Linked DNA regions of Arachis hypogaea: region 2 is linked to region 1. Evidence: chromatin contacts called from public Hi-C data. All regions are on one chromosome and are shown on one strand. Each heading gives the region's core, a stretch centred on a gene start, on an enhancer-like site or on the middle of the called end of the contact. The rest is flanking DNA. Distances are from core to core; before and after follow the strand shown.

Region 1 (7,791 bases), core at 2,778-5,277:
AGTTATCTATATTATTTATTCTTACATTTTATTATATTTATATTCATTAAAATTATTTTAAATGCTAAAAGTAGTTTTATCGGACATAATTGTATAATTTATGTTTATTAAAAATTATTATTATTTTACTTTAACAAACATAGCAGTTATAGCTTTTGAAGAACTATTTTTAAAACATAAAATTAAATAAATTACTTTTCAAAAGTCACACTTCCGATTTATTTGCATTCGTTTACCAAAACATTACCAAGAAACAAAATGCAATGTACTAACCAAAATTTAATAGGACAACCATTTAAACATTAAAAAAAAAAGGAAGCATAACAAGGCGTAGCAATAACAAAATAGCTTGTTAACCTGTTTGAAAAGTCAGGTGAGTAAGTTCAACTTCCATTGAGGAAAATGACTCCGTCATCTGAATAAAAATGGAATATTGATTCAGCACAATCATTTCAACTCACAACAACCTACTACAAAATTACACATTAGACCAACAAAAATTCAAAACAGAAAATTCCTATGACACAATGAACTGCACCAAATCCACAAAAATCTACTCTTGCCTACAGAACAAAGCCACATAAGCATTAATCAAACCAGACACCAAATTCAAGTTCTGAACAATGGAAGTTAAGGAAAAATCTATTTGTTTTCCAGAGTTCCGGCGACTCAAAGCATGCAGTCGGTTCTTGCAGGCAGTCTCCTGAAGAAATTGAGCGGCACGGACGGAAGCTTGTGGCGGAACCTTGGATGTCGCAAGACATAAATTCCAGCCAGGAGGGCGACAACTTGGAATGGCGTGACATACAGTACAATGGCAGCGACAAGACAGAAAATGACGAAAAGCGCGGTTGCTCTTGGATCTCTCCAGCTGAGCAAAGACTGCAGCCTTTCCCCTTGAGTCGCCAGGTCACCAACAACAGTCTGTATCCTCCCAGCAATACTTCGGAGCCGATCATATCGCATCCTCACAATGTCAGAAGGCTTGGTGGTCGGGAAAGTGTCGAATTCTTCATCTAGTTCGTCGGGGTGAGCCGAATCTGCGTGAGAGAGACGGGTGTCCATGTGAGGAGGATGCCTCGGCCGCCATCTATAGTACCAAACTCCGATCAAGAAGAGGTAAAGGAATATGGTGGGTAAGATAAGCTCAGGGTACATAACCAATATGATAAACAAGATATGTATCAGAACCGTTGTGATGGGGTTTTTCCAATTGCAAATCTGATCAAACCATTTTCCCACAGCAATCAATCCACTCAAAACTCCCATGATCCTGAAAAAGTTTGCCTTGCTTCTTCTCATACTCCACATGTGGGAACCAACATCCAACATGTATTCCACTATCTCCTTTCTCAACGGTGGCTCGGCACGACTAAGCCTCATCGAAACAATCTGAGTAGCTTGATGCCTCAAACTGTCGAGCTGGCTGACAGTCAAGGGGTGAATGTAATGCATCTTAGGAAGCAGTGGTTGTGAATACATGTGCATCATGTTAAGCAAAGAGGAACAAGTAAACCTCACAGCCAAGTGAATTTCACCCATTTTCTTCACCCCATTCGGGTAAAGAACTAGAAGAGGATACGAATGCGTATACACACGATCAGTCTCGAGGGTGGAAAGACGAATCCTTACCTTTCCGATCCTTGAATCTCTTGCCCCTCCACCCTTATCACCACCATGCAAGTGACAGTTATCAAAGACACCAATTGTAATGACAGTGCAAGGATCAAAAACCTCCCAAGTATATTGCTCGTTCCATCTCGGTGCAAAGCTATCGATGATTGTCCTCGTCCGCACCCACTTTTGCCCATATTTTGCTACACAATATGAATCCGTCGTCCCCCTACCATCTTTCGTTTTCATTGGCATCAAACCCTGAGCATTTAATATCCCCAATTCGAGAACTCCAATACTGGATTTCCATAGTTGTTTCGCTGTTGGACGAAGGTCACTGCTGTAGTGAGTTGATTCATCCAAAACATGATAACCACCTTCTAGGCAGATCCTCACATGAAGCCTGCTTGCAAATTTGATTTCCTTCTTCTTGTCCCCTTCCATGATAACGACATGTTTTTCGAGATTAACCCACCTAGTGTTCACCGGTTTGTGATCGAATCTCCTGTCTACCATCTGTAATGGAATCATACACCTCCCCAATACTTCCTCTTTGTTAGGGGCAACTCTGTCTTCCACACTCAAAATCAGTGGCTCCTCAAATGGTTCCGCGGCCACAAACATCAAATCCTCATTCCACATTGGATTGATAGTTCTGCTCTGGGAGATCCTAGTCCTCAATGCCTGATTTCCCAGAATTGCCTTCACAAAAACTTCAGGGTATCTACCCTTGTCGCTCGGCTGCAAGTCTTGTGCCTCTATCAAATTAACCCTCAAATACCAAAGCTTAGGAGACAGATACACTTTCGATCGAATGTTTGCAAGAGCATCGGCTCCACTAACGGTGGCTGCATCCGAATGCCATGCTTCAGGAAATGCTTCATCAGCTTGAGTACCCATCCAAACAGCCAACATTAGCTCGCCCTTCGCCTTGTTGCCATTTTTGTCCTCTAGCCTATACCACTGCGGCGCAAGAGGGCTATCTGGAGGAACCCTCTTGGGTATCTCATTGAGGTCAAACCAGACGCGACCAATGAAGTCATCCTTCACCACATCCTTATCCTTCACAGTAACCTCCAGCGTCGAAGCCTGAATCCGGTCTTTCGAGAAGGCGAAGACCTGGTTCCATTCGGGATTAGTCTTCTTCTCGAAATGCCGGGTGGTACCTTTGTAATTTCCCAGCCTGACTTCTACATAAGGGTCACAACTGCCAGTGAGATCCTTAGCAGGCAAGTCTTTCGCCTTTGAAACCCTCACATAAAGGTACTGCATTTGCTCAACAAGATCATAGGTGCTGGTAAGCTTGTCGCCGGAGACCTTCCCACCTCCGAGGTGGGGCTTTGTCTCCTTCAACAAAAAGTCCTCCGGCGGTGCCCTCTGCATCTTCTTGGTTCAAAACAACAAAAAACCACCGACTCCAAATTACAGAAGCTGCTTCACTTCACAACAATTTCAACTACTGAATATTCCAATCTTAAAGTACACACTTCTGAATAAAAAACTAAATACAACGGGTATCAATTCTTCAGCACCCTGAAAAAGGGGAACAAAAACAAAAACACACTAGTCAAATAGCCGTTACAAGTCACCTAAATATTGGGGAAAACATTAAAGTACTCAAACAACACAAGATAAATGCAACATTTAAAATCCACGAACATAGATCTCTGATTAATCTATGAGTTAAAGATACTTACAAGTGAAGTGACCTTGACCAAAATCAAAGAGCTTTTTTACTTCAACTCAACCCCTAGATCCGATATGTTCACACTGAAAGCATGCGAAATCACAGCACCAAAATAAAAAGGAATTATTATTACAAATTGATGAGATTCGACATGCACAAATAAACAATCTGAAACCTAGAATGTTGGTGGGGTGGTTGTTGCCGACAGAATGTAGCATGTGATGAATGAGTAAAGCTTCAAATTCTCAAACTTTCCACATTCCTAGACATACCCTTTAACTCAAATTCACTTTTCTCTCTCTCTCTCTCTCTCTCTCTCTCTCAGAAGCAACTTTAAAAAGTAATAACAATAAAACTTTGAGATATTTCGAGGAAGAGAAGTAAGTAATGGATTTTAATGGTTAATTTTGTGAAGGTAAATAATATGGTTGAAATGAGAAATAGAACTAACCGAAGAAGCGTAGTTAAGACTTAAGAGGGCATTGAAGGAAGAACTGAACCGGCGAGTAACCATGCTTTACTTTTTTTCTTTTCCTTTTTCTTCTTATTTTTTTTTATTTTTTTCCCATTAGCTTAAGGATATGATGAATCAATGCAAATATACGCTGAAGCTTCCCCTCTCTCTCTCTCTCTCTCCGTTTTGTTGGACCTCTGATGCGTATAAAGAACAAGATGCGCTCCCACCTCACACGTGTGCCACGTCATGTTCGTGTCTTACCAATGAATCAATGATCCATTGATCCCTATCCTAAACATATAGTAAATAAATTATAAAATTATTATATTCTATTCCAATTATACATTTTTATATAGTTTTTGCTAACAAGTGACTTGCTAGAGATCTTATTTCTTATTATAGACAATTTTAATTGAAAAACAAAAAAAATTAATTTTAAAGAGATGTATAATGTATTTAATAAAAAGATTAAAATTTTTTTAATAAAATTAAGCTTAACAAATATCTTTATCTATAAAGTCTTTTTAATATGGGAAAAGCTCAGTATACAAGTGATTAGGGCTTGTAACTATTACAAGTTCATTAATGCCTAATCCACCAAAATGCACTGCAACTCCTACGTCACTTACACGCGCTATATAAAGATCTTGCGTTTGTATAACTACCAAATTTAAAAGATTTGTTTCCTTCTTTGTTTTCCTTCTTTCCGAATTTCATCGTTCTTCTTCTCGTGCGTATTCCCCTGGTTTTTCGATCGTTCTTTTTCTCTCCTTTCTCATTGGTTTGTTCTTCGTTATTGACGTTAGTTCCTCTTTCTGTAACTCCAGTTTTGTTTTCTTTTCGATTTTCTGGTTTTTGAAATCAAAGTTTGAACTCGTTTTGAAGATAATGGATGATTCAACCTCATATTGTCAGTTGAATCAGGGCGAAGTGGATTATGAATTTGAATCTAACGAAGTTCCTGAGGTTTGATTTACATACGATTACTCTGAATTTTGTTGCGGTAATTTGTATAGCATTGTGTAGCTGAATAATTCGTGAACATTGACTGTGAAACTTCCCCGTGAACATAAATCTGTGGATTGAATGTAATGTATTAGTTTTGATTGATTATCTGGAATTTATAGCAGACGCTCGGGTGTAGATCAAAACTTTTTTGGGTGTATTTTTTCGGGAGTGTGGGTGTATTTACAGTTTATGGCTTTTTCTGTTATTTTAGCTGAGTTGTTGTCGTTCGGGTGTATTATATTAGACATGATTGGGTGTGTTTTTAGTTTTTGTCATGGTGTATTCTGCAGCTTGTGTATTTACAGCTTATGGCTTTTATTGTCATTTTAGTTGAGTTGGTGCCGTTCGGGTGTATTATATTAGCAATAATTGCGTGTATTTATAGTTTTTGACATGGTGTATTCTGCAGCCTCTCTTTGTTATTGATGGCCAATTTGTTTTGAAGGTTGGAATGACCTTTACCACCCTTGAAGATGCTGGAAAATTTTACAGGAACTACGCCAAGGCTGCAGGTTTTTCTACAAGAGTTCGGAACACAAATAGGAAGGGAAACGAGATTAAGAATCAATTGATTACATGTAGCAGAGAGGGAAAATGGAACTCTCATAGAAAAAATTCATTTGATAGGAATTGGAATGATTTTCTGCTAAATTTTGGTCTTGTGGACAACAAGTAGCTTTCAGGTAGTGTTGGGTTAAAATCTGCAGCAGAGGTGTAAATTTAATTTTTATCGGGTGTATTTATAGTCTGTGTTTGGGTGTATTATGCAGATCTCTATGCAGACCGTCATATATGGGTTCCAATCTATCTGGATCACCACTTCTGGGCAGGGATAAGCAGCACACAAAGGAGCGAGAGCATGCATTCATTTTTTAACAAATTTATTACCCGGAACAGCTCGCTTATTCAATTCGTCAAACAATACGATAATTACCCTAAACCCTAAAATTCAATGATTTGGGTATAGTAGGTTGGGTGGTTTAAGGTTTAGGGTTTAATTTTTAGGGTTTAGGGTTTATGGTTTAGGGGTTTAGGGTTTTGGGTGTATAATCAACATTCTTTGGGTGTAAAATGTCAGTTTATGGGTGTATATTTGGTTTGATGTTTTCCTTCATATTATAGTACCTGTAAATCAAACATTTTGAATACACCAGAGAGAGTTTAATTATGGAAAAAAATTTACTTATAATTGGATCAAATATATTTACACTATGTGTTCAATTTCTTACAAGAGTATATAACAGTTACATTAATCAGTGACAATATCATTAGAATCTATCTGACAAAATGGACTCAATAACAATGAAGATGGCCTGGACAGTCTTATTGCATCACTTCTCCTCGCTCATATTTCTGAATTTCTCACTCAACAGATGGGTTGCACACTTTAGGTCCTTGATTTGCTATAAACAAAGCAAAATTAGAGTTAGATATATTTCTATTATGAAAAACTGATTTGCCTTCCATTTTTTCCAACTTGGTTTTTGCCTTCCATTTTTACTGCAATGAAAAATACACCCATAGATATCAGTCAGATACACCCATAGATCAACCACATACACGCAAACCGATTTTATAAGTATTTAATGAGATCAGTTCAAAATGATGTTCAATTGACTCAAACAACGATAAATATACAAGCTCAAGTAATATTACAATGTCAAGCAATATACATCCAAGGACAAGCAGTATTAGAACATTTGCAACAGTTGACTATATTAAATTATATGAGTTCAGAAATATACACCCAACAAATTACGTCATATACACCCAACAATCAACCATATACACCCAACACATTACGCTATATACACCCAACAAATTACTCAATATACACACAAAAATCAATTAGAAGAAGAACTAGAACAAGAACAACAGTAAAAGCTAGAGCAAGATAAACGGTAAAAACTTAGATGAGGCACATACACCCAAACCGATTTCATAAGTATTTAATTAGATCAGTTCAAAATTATGTTCAATTCACTGAAACATGGATAAATATACAAGCTCTAGCAATATTACAATGTCAAGTAATATACACTCATGGACAAGCAATATTAGAACAGTTGCAACAGTTGATTATATTACATGATATGGGTTCAGGAATATACACCCAACAAATTACGGCGTATACACCCAACAATCAACCATATACACCCAACACATTACGCCATATACACCCAACAATCAACCATATACACCCATACAAATTACTCCATATACACCCAATAAATTAAGCAATATACAGCAAAAAATCAGTTACGAGAAGAACTAGAACAAGAAGAACAGTAAAACCTAGAACCACTTTGAAGAACAGTAAAACCTAAAGGAACTTACAAGAAGAGTAAAACCTAGAATAAGAAGAACAGTAAAACATAGTTCTTCGATTTCGAAATCAGAAACAGAAATGTGAAAAATGTACAAGATGAGTAAAACAATAACGTACCTTGAATAATATTTTGTTGATGGTTTCTGCTGTTATTCGCGACGAGTTCGAATGTCTCTTCAGTTTGGAATGTTGCTCGAAACTTGAGGATTTGTGTTATCTTTGAAGGAGAAGAGAAAGAGTGAGTCATAACGAGCGGTTTTTTCGAAGCGTAATCATTTGAGTGACGCGTGTGGAATTGACGCTCCATTTAAAGGGAAGGAGTGCGCGTGACTTAAACCTGGGTTGGGCCAACTTATAAAAATTGTATGCGTTATTTGCATATATGTGTAGCAGGACCCTTTTAATATTACTATTGACATGTGTCTCAAAAAATAAATAAATATTTTAATATTTTACAAGATAAGTCAATTTAATTAATCTTGCCTTGTTGTTTAATGTTTGGGTTTTATGGCATAAAGATGAATTCTCAATTTTTTTTTCTGGAAATATAAAACAGATTAGGTATTATTTAGTAGTTTATTAGTTTGTATTTAATTTAAATGATAAAAATTTTAAGATGAGCAAAAAATGAGAGAGATAAATTAAAATCAAATAAAAATAAACTCTTTATTTTTTATTTAATTTTTTAATATAATA
Region 2 (7,791 bases), core at 1,390-3,889, 350 kb after region 1:
TTACAAACACTTTCTAGTTATTCCAAAACATATATATTTACAAAAATGAGATAATTGATTACTAATATTTTAACTAAATTAAGTTTTTAAACTACACTAACAAATTCTAATATATTAACAATCTTTAAACAACACGAACTAATACTAATCAACACTAATACTAATTGAAAATAATATTAAATAAACTAACTTACATATGTAAGATGATCTAAAAATTAAATAATGTGTTCTTTAAGTTTAGTGAAATCATGAACTACCATTTTTACTTTATTTTTTCAACTTTATGATTTCACTCACGGTGAAGGTGAAGACCACTACAATCAGAGCTTTTTATCTCTGTTAATTTGGTGAGTGAAGATCAAAGTGATTTCTCTTTCCTTTGGTTTTGGTTTTGGTTTCACTTTCACAGGGTATGATAAAGGAAAGAGAGAGAAACATTGAACTATTCATGTATCTCTCCTCCAACGCAATTACATGTTGGACACTTGACATCTCCTCAACAATTCGCACCCTTAGGACGTCGAAGCACTCCCAACGCCTTGTCTTTCAGTGACGACAATGCCCCTAACATTCTACCTCCATTTCCAAAGCCGGCCTCATTTTTTTTGGCGAAGTACCAATTTGCCCCCTCCATCTCGGCTTATTGACTGGTTCCGATGATTTTGGCCCGAGAAAAATTTTTTTCTATAAACTTAGATTACACAACAAATGAGTCATTTTTAGTAAAAACACCAACACTTGGCCAATATTAAAAAAAATCGTATTCATTTCCCCTTTCAATCTTAGTAATTAGCTTCAACACCAATCATTTCACCAAAGTATGATATATGACTCCAAAACCACTGCGTACACTACAAGAAAAATGCTTAATACCATCAGATTTAACGTCGAATTTAGCGTCAAAATTTAGCAGCGAGTTTACTAGCGAATTTACTAACGGATTTGACAATAAATTTGTCGAGTAAAAGAGTTACCGTCAAATCAATTTTCGACGGTAAATTCACCGAAAATAATTGGAGCAAAAAAAGAAAAATTGGCGTGATTATTACCGTCAAATTTAGGGTAGAAAAATACAATGGTAAGGTAGTTAAATAAAACGTGCCATTTTGGTCACAGGCTATGCGTTACCAGCAAATTTTTTTTACGGTAAGTTCGCCTGTACAATTAACCCTAAATTCGAATTTTTGAACCCCTCCCCTTCATCTGTGCAACATCAGCAACCTCACTTCTGATCTCTCGCCTTTCTCTTTGTCTCTCGCCGTCAGCCCCCTCGCCACCATTCGCCACCACCACTGCCACCTCACTCACTCTCATTGCTGGTCACTATCGATCAGCCACTATCGCCTCCTCAACATTGTCACGTCCAACACGAAGCTCGTTCAACAGCATCGATGCCTTCTGCTCCACACTTGTTCATCACCGTCGCGGCCTCCTCTAATCGGTCTTCCCTTTCTCTGATTAGTTTCTTTTGATTTTTTTAACATTTGGGGGTTAAGAGTTTATTTAGTTGTTTAAATTTTTTTTAAAATTGTTAATCTTCTGAGTTTATATCTCTGTTTATTTTTTTAATTTAATTTAATTTATGTGTGTGTATAGCAGTAGAAATTCACGGTAAAAACAAATAAAAGTTCAGTTTTTGTGATTGTTTGTGGAAATCAAGAAAAGCTAACTTCATAAAAATAAGTAAAGGTTTAGTTTACTATTTCAGTTTTGTGCTTGTTTGTATATATTTTTTTCTTTTTTTTCATTTTTGTGAAATTTATTTTCATTTTGAATTTGAGAAAAAATGCCTTGTCTTTTTTTAGATAGAAATATTTTTGAGGGATTGAAATTTGCGTGTGTATTATAGGAGGAATTGAGTGAGACTTGAGTTATTTCACTTATTTGAGTGTTCCTGCGTTTGGATTAAGTGTGTTGGCATTGTAAATAGGTCTACGTATGATTTGCGTGCGCACTCGGTAATGACCATTAGTTAACATACTCTGAGTGATATCTTTATTAAACTAAGATACAGTTCTAATAAATGAATAGCATAGTAACTTTGGAGGTTGGTATAATTCAAATTGTGTATGTTAATTACAAGATCAAAGAAAATAAATATAAGTCATGTACTTTGTTGATGGTGGTATATTGTTGAGTAAAATATATTTTTGTCATTAAAAAAGTTAACTATTTGATGTATCACTTATTCTATTTTTTAAGTTTTATTTTTTACTGTCTAGTGCTTACTATGCATTTGATTAATAAAACAGAACTTTCAACTTTGAAACAACTTACATGGGACTTTAATTATTATAAAAAACTGGAAAGGGAGTAAGTAGTTTAGAAGTAACTATATTTAATGGGTCATACTGTATATTATATTTTACCCTCTATTCTAATATCATGATCACTAAATAAATCTTTTAACATATTATTATATATTTATAATTTATTTCATTTTCATTGCAACTTTTGTATTTGATATTTCAGGATAAAAGTGGGGTTCCGTTGGTGGTTTAAGAAAAATTTTCAAAGTCTAAAGCAGTGTGGAAGTACGTTTTAACATTAATAGTATATATATATATATATATATATATATATATATATATATATATATATATATATATATATATATACTACAAAATTCTTGTTTATTTGTGGTAGTCTTTTAGTGGGAGTTATTATAAACCTCTATAATATATTTTAATAGTGACAATTTGTAAAACTCCTCTAAATTATATTAACAATAACTCCCACAGATCAATCAATACTAAAAACATTTCTAGCCCAAATAAATATTAGCCCATAACAAAAATTGAAAAAAAAACATTCAAAAGAGGGGGCTTCGAGCGATTGCGAGAAAGAGAAAGAGAGAGTGGGAGAGGGACCTCTGTGAAACCCTAAAATCTCGATCTCCCTGCCGCCGCCATTCATCTCCTTACCGCCGTCGTCTCCTCCGTCAAAGCGTTGCCGGTGCAGAGTTATGAATGGAGGACGAGATGATCGTGGAGCCTATGAATTCGTTGACCTCTCAGAGTGACAATTTCATTCAGATTGTTGAGGTAATGCTTTAAATCTTCTGCTTCTGCGTCATCTTCCACTGCGGATTGTGCCACTGGTTCTGCTTTTCCTCCGGTGGCTTGAAGCACTCAAAGTGCGGTTTGGGCGCGGATTCGGTGTTGTGGTTTGGGCGCAGATTTGGTGGTGCTAGTGAGGAGATCAAGAAGGCGAGCTAGCGAGTCTCTATAAGCTTTGAGTCGAGTCAAGTTTTATGTCATGTCGAGTCATTACAATTAGGATTTGTTCCTAATTTTTTCTTGTTCTTTGCTTTCTTCAATTTTTCAAAATTTTTCAAAGATATTAGTTTCTGTGATAATTTGATGATATAGTTTTGGCAAAGTTATACACAAATTCTGTTTTTTATGTTCTAATGTACTTTTCTCTTCTGTAAATTTTTCAGGTCAAGGCAAAGAATTTGATATAGATTTTGTTAAGTTGATTTGATATATTATAAAGGTGAAGAGACATAAATGAAAAATTGTTATTCTCTATTGAAAATTTTGGTTTTTTCTTGAAGTAAAAAGGATGTTAGGGTTCATAGTTTGAAAGCGAAGTATATAATAAATTTCTTTCTTGTATGCAACTTTGTACTGTGTTTGATTCAGTATCATCATAAGAGCTTTTGGCTTTCTTTCAGGTGCAAGATCCTTGAGGTACTGAAAAATTGGCCTGAGAGGAGTATTCAAGTTATTGTTGTCACAGATGGCGAGCGAATTTTAGGACTCAGAGACCTTGGATGTCAGGTATTCGTTCCTTGATTTACTATAACTACTAGACTCCTATCATTCTATTTTATCTGAAGCTGTTACTTTTTAGTATATAGATACATTAATTCAATGAAAACATGATATATAGTAAAATAAGTAACTTAGGCTTCATATAGTTTATGTTAGATGCGTTTCATTTCAAGGAATGGGAATTCCTGTTGGAAAATTGGCTTTGTACACAGCACTAGGAGGGCTTCGTCCATCAGCAGTTTGCATTTTCAATCTTCTACTAACATTTTTCTTCTCATTATACCATTATATATGTCTCATTATAACATTACATACATGCCTTGATATCTGCATATCACTTTCATTTGCATTGATATGAAGTGATTTTGATGATATCTGGTTTCTATATAGGAATATTCTGAACTTCTGAGTGAGTTCATGGCTGCTGTAAAGCAGAACTATGGGGAAAAAGTTCTTGTGCAGGTTGTGAATTTTAAACAAGTTTTTATGATGTTATGAACCTGAATCATTCAATTGAGTTTCTGTTACCTTAAAATGTTTTTTCTACAGTTTGAAGATTTTGCAAATCACAATGCTTTCGAGTTGCTTGCGAAATACGGCACATCTCATCTAGTCTTCAATGATGATATTCAAGTACTATAATTGAAGCATTGAACTTTGGCCGACCACACTTTCCTATTCCTCGGTGCTGGTGAGATAACAAATTGACTATCATAAAAGCTTGCTGACCCAGTAGTCTTATGTTGATTTATGGAGTGAATTTTAAATTACAATCTATGGGGCTGTTCTATTTCTTTGTGCAGACAAAGAAACCAATAGAAAAAACTCGCAAGAAGATATGACTTGTAGACTCAAAGGTAGTTGAAAAACCATGATAATACACTACTTTTTAGTACAAGAAGATTGTAAAAAACTAAACTATGGTTAATCAGATCCATTTTATCGACTCCATTTTGTAGGTATTTTCTATCAATTTTTTAGGGAGTGGGGTGATGAGCCAGGTGAGTGTAGTTATAGAACATTTTTCTTGGAGCGTAGAAACAGGGACATTATGAAAAGGCAGAGCCGTGAAGTTTTATTCAGCGGAATTATCACTGCCATTTGTATTAGCTTACATAATTTTCCTGAAGGAATGGCAGTGTTCCTTGGGTCCGTGAAGGTAATAAACCTCAATTTTGGTGTTATTGTTGCATGTTATTGCCTTAATATTGTAACTTTATGCCATTAATTCTTCTTTATATGTAATTATGTAGGGCCTTCAGGTTGGTTTTAACCTTGCATTAGCCATTGCTTTGCACAATATCCTAAAGGTATTTTTATTATATTTTACCTTATAATATAATCTTAGTGTTCTATTAATAAATTCCTTATAATATAATGCAAAATCACCTTCTGCAAATACTAGCCTTGTTTGCAATGGAAACTCCTGTGAGCTTGGATGCCGAGGACATCAGAAATGAAAAGGTAAGTCTTATAAGTTTAAGCCTCGAAATTGAGATTATGAGCTAAGTTTTATGATTCAAGATCACTAAAGCTCCAAGAGTTTAGGTGAACTCTAGAGTTTGATAACCTTTGAACTTGCTGATGATGCTTTATTAATTGATCAATTCTATTCAATGATTACACTTAAGATTGTTGTCTCAAACTCAGGTGAAGGTTCTTAAATCAATGAGACCAATTCAGTTAGAAGATGTTGTTGTTGGTCAATATAAGGGCCGTGCTTTTCATTGACAATGCAATATGGGATGGAGTTCCTTTTCTCATGAAAGCTGGCAAGGCTCTCCATACTAAACGGTATTAAATATTTCCTTTCCAATTTTTTTGGGTTGCCGACAACATTATTGTTTCTTAATTATGTCTATATAGATTTGGGGTTAGTGATACTTGATGAAACCCATTTTTTGGAGTCAAATATAAAAATCTTCTATGAAAACTTAAATTTATACACCTACAGTATAAATTGATGGCATATATGGATTTGTATGAGACCATATCCGATCAAATTGACTTTGGTGCTTTATATGCCAACTTCTTGGGGTCATATATAAAACTTTGAGAATTTAGTTGTATATGGATATCTGATTACCATAAAGGAATTAATAAATTATCATCCATATATATATATATATATATATATATATATATATAATTGAATATAATATATTATAATTAAACTCAAATTTTAAACTCTAAATCTCATTTGCTTTTAGCTAATCTTGAATCGTAAGCTATTTAAATTCTGTTTTTAAGCTGAATAAATGAATAATATATCTTATTCTAGATGCTTTTGATAGAAAAAGAGACTACCTTGAGATGAGGATTCAGCGCTACCTTGGAAAAGGCATAGCTTTTCTCCAATACGAAGAATTGACTAAGCTTGAAGGAGAACTTCAAAGCTCTGTTGCAAGGGTTCGAAAGCGTCAGGTATATATATATGTGCATTTCGAAGTTGTTTTTTTCTTCTTCACATAGTTTTAAGAAATTTAGTGACCTAAATGAGCAGATACACATACTAATGTCAAAGAAAATAAATAAATAAAGTGATAAGGAGGTTTTTTTGTAAAATGTTTACTGAAGATAATAAGGTATATATTGCGATATGCGTGCATTACATTTCAGACAAAATTTTAGTTTTTAGTTTCGTTAAAATGGGATGAAAGAAGGCAAATGGATTTCGGGTAACGCGAGAAAAGGGCATTGACCAATCAAAGAGAGATTCAACAACTAAAAGAAAGATCGATTTGGCAGTTTTCTGGATGTTAAATACGATTGGCTGGGTTACTTTTTACTGGCATTGGAAACACATTCTCTACCTTAACGACAGAAAAAAGGATTGATCAAATTCTATTGAGTCTGACTCATAGTGATCCTTTATCAAAGAATTAAATGTTTCCATCACTGATCAAATACTGATTATAATTTATATAATTAAGTCAACTAATGTCAGAAATTAGTTTATGTACTAATTTGCCCTGTTTTCCTTCTACAGGAAAAAGATTCTATGCTCATCGAGTTTGTTTAGTCAAGTCAGATATATTTCGAGCAAGGTTTGATGGTGGTTACAGGGTAGGCCTTGATTATTCTTGAAAAAAATTTTTAAGTTATTTTTTTTCTTTTTAATTATGTATGAAGTGCAGATTAAATGTGATTAAGCTCCTTTTTTTTTCTTGTAAATATTCAAATATAAACTTAATATGAAGTGCAAATTTATGGAAGATTATCATATAGTTATGATCCTAGGATAATGTTACCTTAGCTAGTGTAATATTATCTTGCTTTTGGTTGAGCTGATTTTGGTTTAATTTATACTAAGAATTTCGTGCTGGGATATCTTTGTTTTGTACTTGGAATTTTGTAAATCCACTACCAAGAATTATACTCTATCAATGTATTAATATTTCAATTATTTACTTATATTTGTATAGTTATGGTTAGTTAATATGATTAGTAATGTGGCTTGCTACGAACCTCTTTTTTGGCAGTGCTCAAAATTAGGAATAGCAGTCTGGTAGTGGTTTGCCGTTGTTCAGTTTGTGGCCCTTTTTTTTAATTTGAAAATGAACTTTGTGGGGGTTTTAAACCGCCACAAAAATGACAAAAAACTGCCAGAAGCTGTTAACGTAAAATCTCCCACAGAACAGCAAAAAAAACCGCCACTAAAACACGTTGTGGCGGTTTTTAAAAACTGCCACAAATAAACTCGTGGCACCTCCAATTTTAGAGGTTTTGGAAATTGCCACAATTCGTTTTGTGGGGGTTTAAAACCACCACAAAACACAAAAAGAAACGCCACAAAATGGCAAGAATCTTGTAGTGATATATACTGGTTCCTAAAACTTGATATGTAACACTATTGATGTTTATATATATATATATATATATATATATATATATATATATACTGGTTCCTAAAACTTGATATGTAACACTAAAAAATTTCAGTATCCATTAGTTAACATGGTTTATATATGATGTCAGAAATTGGTTATGTATTAAATTTTGTTAGTTTAAA

Evidence for each region. Hi-C and Micro-C count contacts between places; a contact is called where the count stands out from the background.
Region 2: a Hi-C map of leaf shows a contact between it and region 1, with 5 times the contacts expected there. The contact joins the promoter of LOC112747282 here to the promoter of LOC112747249 in region 1. A contact is called at or near these places in 3 of 8 Hi-C or Micro-C datasets (all in leaf).

The regions. Positions count from the first base shown.
Region 1 is chr2:68,439,167-68,446,957 of arahy.Tifrunner.gnm2.J5K5, forward strand. LOC112747249 (FT-interacting protein 3) reads right to left here and starts at 4,028. Exons shown (of 3, transcript XM_025795213.3): 1 at 3,753-4,028; 2 at 3,312-3,384; 3 at 332-3,147. The coding sequence starts at 2,997. The coding sequence ends at 670.
Region 2 is chr2:68,787,505-68,795,295 of arahy.Tifrunner.gnm2.J5K5, forward strand. LOC112747282 reads left to right here and starts at 2,640. Exons shown (of 11, transcript XM_072218552.1): 1 at 2,640-3,044; 2 at 3,680-3,785; 3 at 4,170-4,241; 4 at 4,329-4,470; 5 at 4,583-4,636; 6 at 4,739-4,938; 7 at 5,033-5,089; 8 at 5,185-5,243; 9 at 5,430-5,573; 10 at 6,074-6,203; 11 at 6,769-6,994. The coding sequence starts at 4,618. The coding sequence ends at 5,211.